Regions from separate parts of the Mus musculus genome. Here region 1 is linked to region 2. Evidence: chromatin contacts called from public ChIA-PET data. All regions are on one chromosome and are shown on one strand. The core of a region is the stretch at or near the end of the contact, and the rest is flanking DNA. Distances in the headings are between cores, read along the strand shown. Region 1 has its middle 74 kb from the start of Atl2. Region 2 has its middle 42 kb from the start of Qpct.

Region 1 (3,482 bases), core at 121-2,620, 730 kb after region 2:
TAAGAACACAGGCCACACTCCTTAGCAGTCTCCCCACACTGCACCCAGACGCTCACTTTATCTCTTTGCACAGATTTGCATGTTGTGTGTAGTTTTATGCTACTCCACTTTAGTTCTGGGAAGTGACCATGCTACCAGCCCCCTCCAGCTTCCCTTGAATCCACGGATAAAAGACACACACACAGAGTTGTTCATTTTCAACTTGCCTTCTTGGCACAATTGCTGGGCAATGCTATCTCCCGCCTGGAAAAGCATGCCCTTATCCTAACTCTTAGCTCTGCTCCTCCTACCTACCCTAACGTTAGTCAGTCAGTTGAATCTAGTCCCTGCTAAACATCTCTGACCACCTGCCTATAGGAGCAGCTACACTCTACCAGGCCTTACATGGCTGCCTGGTTCTCCTCTCTCCAACGCCTGACAAACTCCCTTCTCTCCTTCCTTGCATCTCCCTATCCCTCCAGGGACCCAGAACTGTACCTTTTGCCCAACAATTGTCTCATGGCTTTCTTTACTGACAGTTCAAGAACCAATTGGAGAACAGGATCTTAACATCAGACCCGCCCCTACACCTGCATATCCCAGGTAATTTATACTAACAGAAATAGCTAGTGTGTGAGTCTCCCTGGCTTGCATCTTTTCATAAGTATAACATTTGAAAGGCTCATTGCTATTTTCATTTCTTCTTCTTGCAGTACAACACCCCGTCTAATGACTATCTCCCTCTGTATTTTGTAGTCATTCATCTGTGAGTGGGGATTCGAGTTGTTTCTATCCTGGAGTTGTGATGCACGATGCTACAATAAACACTCATACACAAAGTTTGAGGGTTTCTTAAAGGAGAGGTTCATCTTGGACTGAGAAAGTCCATGTTTTTCTTTCAGATATTTCCCTGTGGTATTCTGAGATACAGGTTAAAACCTGCTGGCTTCTGTCTCTGCTGCTGTGGATTTATCATTTCTTCTACTGCAGCGGTTCTCAACCTTCCTAATGTTGTGACTCTCTAATACAGTTCCCCGTGTTATGGGGACCCCAACCATAAAATTATTTTGTTGCACTTCATAACTGTTATGAGTCATAGTGTAAATATCTGATATGCAAGATAGCTGGTACGTGATCTCAAAGGTTGAGAGCCACTGTTAAGGAATAGCAATGTTACACAGCCCCTCAAAATACAGCAGAGGGGAAACATGAGTCTTTATTTGAAATATAAATTCTCAGATTAATCATGATAACCACAGGCTCCATAAATCTAACTTTCTTTCAAAAAGAAAACCTTGCTGTGTGTGTTGTATTTCCTCAAAGAATCTGTTTACATCTGGGGCTGTTTGAAATTCTCAAAGCTTCATTCTTCCAAGGCAAGGAAATTGAAAGTGAAAGTTTCTGAGTTTATCCTGTTTCTTAGATTCATTTCTACCTCTATCACAGCTAGCAACATCCATGCCATTGTCCAAACAGCCAGACACAGTTACCAGAGCTTTCTTAGGGCACATAGGGGAGGTGGATTCCATAACTCCAGAGGGATCTGGGCCATTTCTAGTTTGTGTTTTGCTTTGTTGTGTTTAAAGCAGAGGTCAGTAGACACTAATGCTGTGTTGCTTCTCTAAATGCTCTGCATTTGCCAAAGGCACACAGGTCCCACAAAGTGGACAATGTTGGGAGAAACATGCGTAAGAGCTTTTTCCAAAGCTAAATTCTAATATGTGGGAGATAAAATGCAGCTATGTAGGCCAGAGCAACTTCCCCAGATGTTAATCTTGCCAGGGTTTTCCCCCACACAGGGCATGGGTCCCTTCTTCAGGAAACCTGACAGTAAAGACCCCAAACCTCCCTAAAACCATCCCTGGACAGCAGGGTTCTCTCTTGTCTCTTTGCCTTCCTATTTTGTGTGGGGGGCAAAGGTTGGTCTTATACCATTCAAAACTTCATTTTTAAAGCACTCAGCCATTTCATCTTCTGCCTGCCTTCCTCATTGACCATGTGGGTGGGTCTCTGCAGTTTTCCATCATTGACATTACTATTTCCCTTGTAACTGGAAAGTTACAAACATCACAATTTCAGTCCCCAAGAAGCAAATGTGTGACCCAGGCTGTTCTTCCTCCCTCCCATTCTAGCTGTCCATCTCTTTATCCACATTTGCTTTAATTGATCTAGTTTTACATCATACCTTGGGTTCCTTTGGAGCCAGTGTCAATACATTTTTTCTAAGTTTCTGTCTAAGTTTTCGATCATAACTTCGTCTCCCAGCACCCATCCTTTGTAAATATCTAAATTCTCTCCACTTTAACATGTTCCTCCTATGGGAGGAAAAAAAAATCTCCGAAGCAAGCTATCTTACCCTATGCTAGATTCTGAAATTAGCACTTCTTACTTCTTATCTTATATTGAACGCAAACATAAAAGACCCTTTCTTTGCAGTGTGTGCAATTTGAAATCATCACTCTGGGTGACACATGAAGAACCATATAGCTAGAGAGATTAAACGGATGCTGTAGTGCCACCTACACAATAAAGCAGAGTTAAGCCTTAGACTCAGGCCAAACCCTGAGACTGCTTAGAATGTAAATTGTATAGTGTATAACACTACTGTTGTTATGCTATAATTGAGTGTTGAAGTATGGCCAGAAGACAGTGTCCAGGACTGAATAAAATTCCAGAGGCAAAGCAATTAAAGATTGAGCTTGACACACTGTTACAAGTAGTTTTCACAAGACCCTGAATTGATTCTAAGTGGGTCTATCTGAAAAAACAGGACAGACTTCTTAAGTAATGAAAACGTAAGACTTCAGAGTCTGGGTAAACACAACTCTAGAAGAGTTTCCATGTGTTTATATAAAAGGCTGAATACATGGGAGAGAATGGGTGGGCACAAGGTTTGGTTGTACAGGTCTGTGAGGAGCAGGTGTGGCAGCAGTCCCAAGATGGCACCTGGGACTGCAGCCAAGTCTTATGACTTGCACCTGACTTCCTCATACACCTGAAAATAAGCCGCATCCATCATGAGAACTGCGCAGGTGCACCATTATGCAAGATCGGACCATATGACGAGTGATGATTCTGGCCAATGGACTGCTGTTACGTGGGCTGGGCTGATGGGGCGTGGTTGAGGGGTTATATAAGGGATTGCGATGGGGGGGGGTGTTGTTGTTGTTTTTTCCTGGAGAAATTGATTTCTGGAGAGAGATTCATGCATGATATTGAAAGGTTCCTAAATAAACTGCTTTGAGAAGAACGTAGTGTTGTCGCCCTTTTCTGCTGGACGGAATAGGAGGCAGACTGATCATCATTCTGGCCCAACCCCTTGGGTGTCAACGAAGATCACCCTGTGATTATCTCCAACCTCACGTGTTCTGGAAAACACGGGCTAGACAGTTTGGGACTTCTTAAGCCAGAATCATAATCTGAGTTCACTGAGAATCTTCACACATGCTCTCTTCACCAAGGGTTTAGTGCAGAAAAGCATCCATCATTTGGAGTAGCAGTGT
Region 2 (3,102 bases), core at 160-2,659:
TCTAAGCCACAAAGCAGGATTAAAGGAAGCAGAGTTTTCCAGATTAATTTTTTAAAAAAGAAATATGACAGAAAAATAGTTAAAAGGAGTTTGTGGAAGATAACATTTTTTTTTAACATCAGAAAATAAATCGTTGCGTTGATGGTTCGTGGTTTAAGCAATAACAGGCAGCAGGAAAATAAGTCTCACCAGGAATCTGAATGATAGCTGGCATTGCTGTGTGCAGAATTATAAACTGAAGTGATTAAGCTCCTTTTAAGGCAGAGTGAAATTAATAGGAGATCTACTATAATCTGTTGAGTTGGCATTCATGGAATTATTTTAGAGGGGGTTGGAGGATATGTTGAAATGGGATACGGGAGAGCAAACACTTAAGCAGCTTAACGCAGCGAAGGCTTGCTTCCTTGCTTTGAACTGTTTTACTTCACCAAGAGTCTATGTGAATCTAAGAGGAGCAATCATGAGGTCATAAAGAGAGACACTTGGGGCAGGGATATGTTTTGTGTCATCCATGCCAGTCAGAAACGTTACTTTTTGAGAAACACAGCTGTCACGGAAGTGCTACATACACACTATCCTGGGTTTGGAATTTTAAAATGTGCATTTCGGAACATTTTACAACCCTTAGCGGAACAATTTGTATGTTTTGCCTACGAGTGTTATATATATGGCTATTTTTCTGCTTCAAGAGAAGTGAGTTCAAAGGAAAATATCCATAAAAGTGTATTCATAACTTTGGTATCTAAAAAAAAAAAAACCACGAGCCTGTTATTGTAGCTTGAGGGCTGTTGCTGGTGGAGAAAAGACAGATCCTTACAGTGGAGAAATGTTTTAGACAGAAACCAGTTGCCAGAAGAACAAAGCAGACCATGTTTGCAGCCTGGGCTCCAGCTCCTTAAACAGTGTATTTTGTGAAGCTTCTTTCAGGCATCAAAGAAACGCATTGATCACGGTGCTCCAGCAGAAATCATGTGAAAAGCTGATCATTTGCCCCACCAAACCAACTGGAAATTCATTTACTTAAAGGGGCTATGGACAGGGTTCTTGATTCTTTCATCCTTTAATATGAGAATTGGTTATATTCTGCTCTGATGAAGAGAACATCTGAGTCCCTTTGGACGATCTAAACCTGGGGAATGAAGGTACAGAGATCACGGGAATCAAGGGAAAATGAGGGAAACCATTCAGTAACTTAAAGCCAAGGTGATGTGGGCTGTTACATGCATTTTCTATCCACAAAGGCATGGGTATTCTTCACACTCAGGCTGCCTGTCTATGTGAGGTTTCAAAGATGAAGGTAAGAAAATTGAGGTTTCTCTCAGTTTCGGGGTTACTGTCTATATAGCCTGAAACTCTAAGAGTAGTTTTGAAGTGGTTTAACTTATTTCCGTCTTAAGCTTTACTGCTCTGACACCCACGGTTTATCTTTCAGCCTTCAGAAAGTAAAATGATTGTTCTGCTGCATGAAGCAGAAGCCATGGTATAAAGTCACTGTCACAGGGAGGAGAGATGTTGGTTAGCTAATTGTGTAGAAGGGTGGTAGCAGATACTCCTCAAATCCTCTTACCCATGAAAACTTGCTCTAGAATTCTGGCAATACATCTAACAGCAATAATTTGTGACAGTTTTGAAACAGGCTGGATGAAAGGACTGCCTGTCGTGGCTGAATCCCTCAGCCTCAATTTGGTTGGCATGCTCACGCAATGTGAAGTCACTGGATTGTGCTCATATTTCAAAGGCAACACATGGAACATGGCCCAACTTCCTGATATATACAAATTTGCCAGTGGAGAGTTTAGACTATTTGAGAATCAATATTAAGATCACATACTTGCCAAGAAGAGAAAGCAAAGTAGCTTAAAGCAAAACCTAGCCCCTTCCCCCCCCAAAAAAACCTCAACGTTACAAACACTATGCAAGTAGCAAAAGTAAAATTTAAAACTGATAAAATATGAACAACATCACTTATAAGTAACCCAGGAAATGCTTCTGCCTCTCACCCACTTAACACTGCTGGCACAAAAGGTCCTTGGCACGCATGGATTTAATAGTTGTGGGTTTGGCTAAGCAAGACTGACATGTTGTGATTTATGTTACTGGACCAATCGATGTAGAGATGGCGACTGAGGGAGCTGACTCCCAGCCATCGATTTTACTGCTGTTCCTATGATGCCTGCAGGAGCATTTGGGCTCCTTTCCTTGTTAAAAATCTATCTCACATCTATCTCCCAAACTAGATGATCTTGCTAGAGACAAGAAGTGTAGAACAATGATAGATGCATGCATTAGGTATGTAACTCATCTTCATCTTCTACTGATAGAAGGACTAATGGTATTAAACTCACCGAGAAGAATCTCAGTTTTATTTCTTTTTAGTGAGACTAATTATATAAAACAAAGGTAGTTAAGCATCTAACGAACTCTTTTAAGGATGCTAATGAAAGCAACTTGTTGTCATCCTTTTTGATAGGCTTACTTATGATGTTGTTGTTATTATTCTCCTTTTCTAAATACATAGAAATTAGAGCATTCTCTGTCAATGCTATGATTGAATTTTAAGGACTTGAATTTATCGATATATGACAGAGCTACTTTTAGGTTGGTTATAAAAGCATCAGAAAAAGCTTCCAGAGTGTTTTCATCTTGAGAAAGAAGCACTTGGGTAGGGAATCTCTCTCTCTCTCTCTCTCTCTCTCTCTCTCTCTCTCTCTCTCCCTCTCTCTCTCTTTCTCTCTCTCTCTCCCCCCCTCTCTCTTCCTTTTCTTTCTCCCTCTCTTCCTCTCCCCCCTTTCTGTATGTGTTGGAACATGAAGGTATTTGACTATATAGGACAATTTGCACAAGAAGGAATTTTTCTATCTCTATGCATCATCTCATGACATCATCAATAAGGAAAGTTGACTAGTTTTCAACATTCTAATTTTAGAGGTTTAAAAATGTAGGACTCTGAAGAGTGTACCCAGAAAGGTGAACTTCCCTGCCACCAGAAGTCAACAGTGATGGAGGAGACATTGTCCAGACACCATTTCTAGTCTGGTAGACTAGAAAGCTGAAGACTGAGGTCAGTCAGCTCAGGAGGGAAAGATTTGTTGACTATGAGAG

What was found. ChIA-PET counts read pairs in DNA pulled down with a chosen protein or histone mark.
Region 1: a contact with region 2 is called in an RNA polymerase II ChIA-PET map of memory CD8 T cells, with 5 read pairs. The contact joins two enhancer-like sites. A contact is called at or near these places in 17 of 484 Hi-C or Micro-C datasets (the C2C12 cell line, Th1 cells, bone marrow-derived macrophages and 12 more), 2 of 115 datasets of contacts at active chromatin or transcription factors (T-cell acute lymphoblastic leukemia and memory CD8 T cells) and 1 of 9 other capture datasets (embryonic stem cells).

What each region holds. Positions count from the first base shown.
Region 1 is chr17:79,819,886-79,823,367 of GRCm38.p6, forward strand. No RefSeq gene overlaps it. Among named protein-coding and RNA genes, the nearest start is that of Atl2, 74 kb to the right of the region's middle. Within about 2 kb of position 1,371, at least 21 of the 459 cell types and tissues checked have an H3K27ac peak or open chromatin away from gene starts, as enhancers often do. A contact at or near this core is called in Th1 cells and memory CD8 T cells, where this site is marked.
Region 2 is chr17:79,092,077-79,095,178 of GRCm38.p6, forward strand. No RefSeq gene overlaps it. Among named protein-coding and RNA genes, the nearest start is that of Qpct, 42 kb to the left of the region's middle. Within about 2 kb of position 1,410, at least 29 of the 459 cell types and tissues checked have an H3K27ac peak or open chromatin away from gene starts, as enhancers often do. A contact at or near this core is called in Th1 cells and memory CD8 T cells, where this site is marked.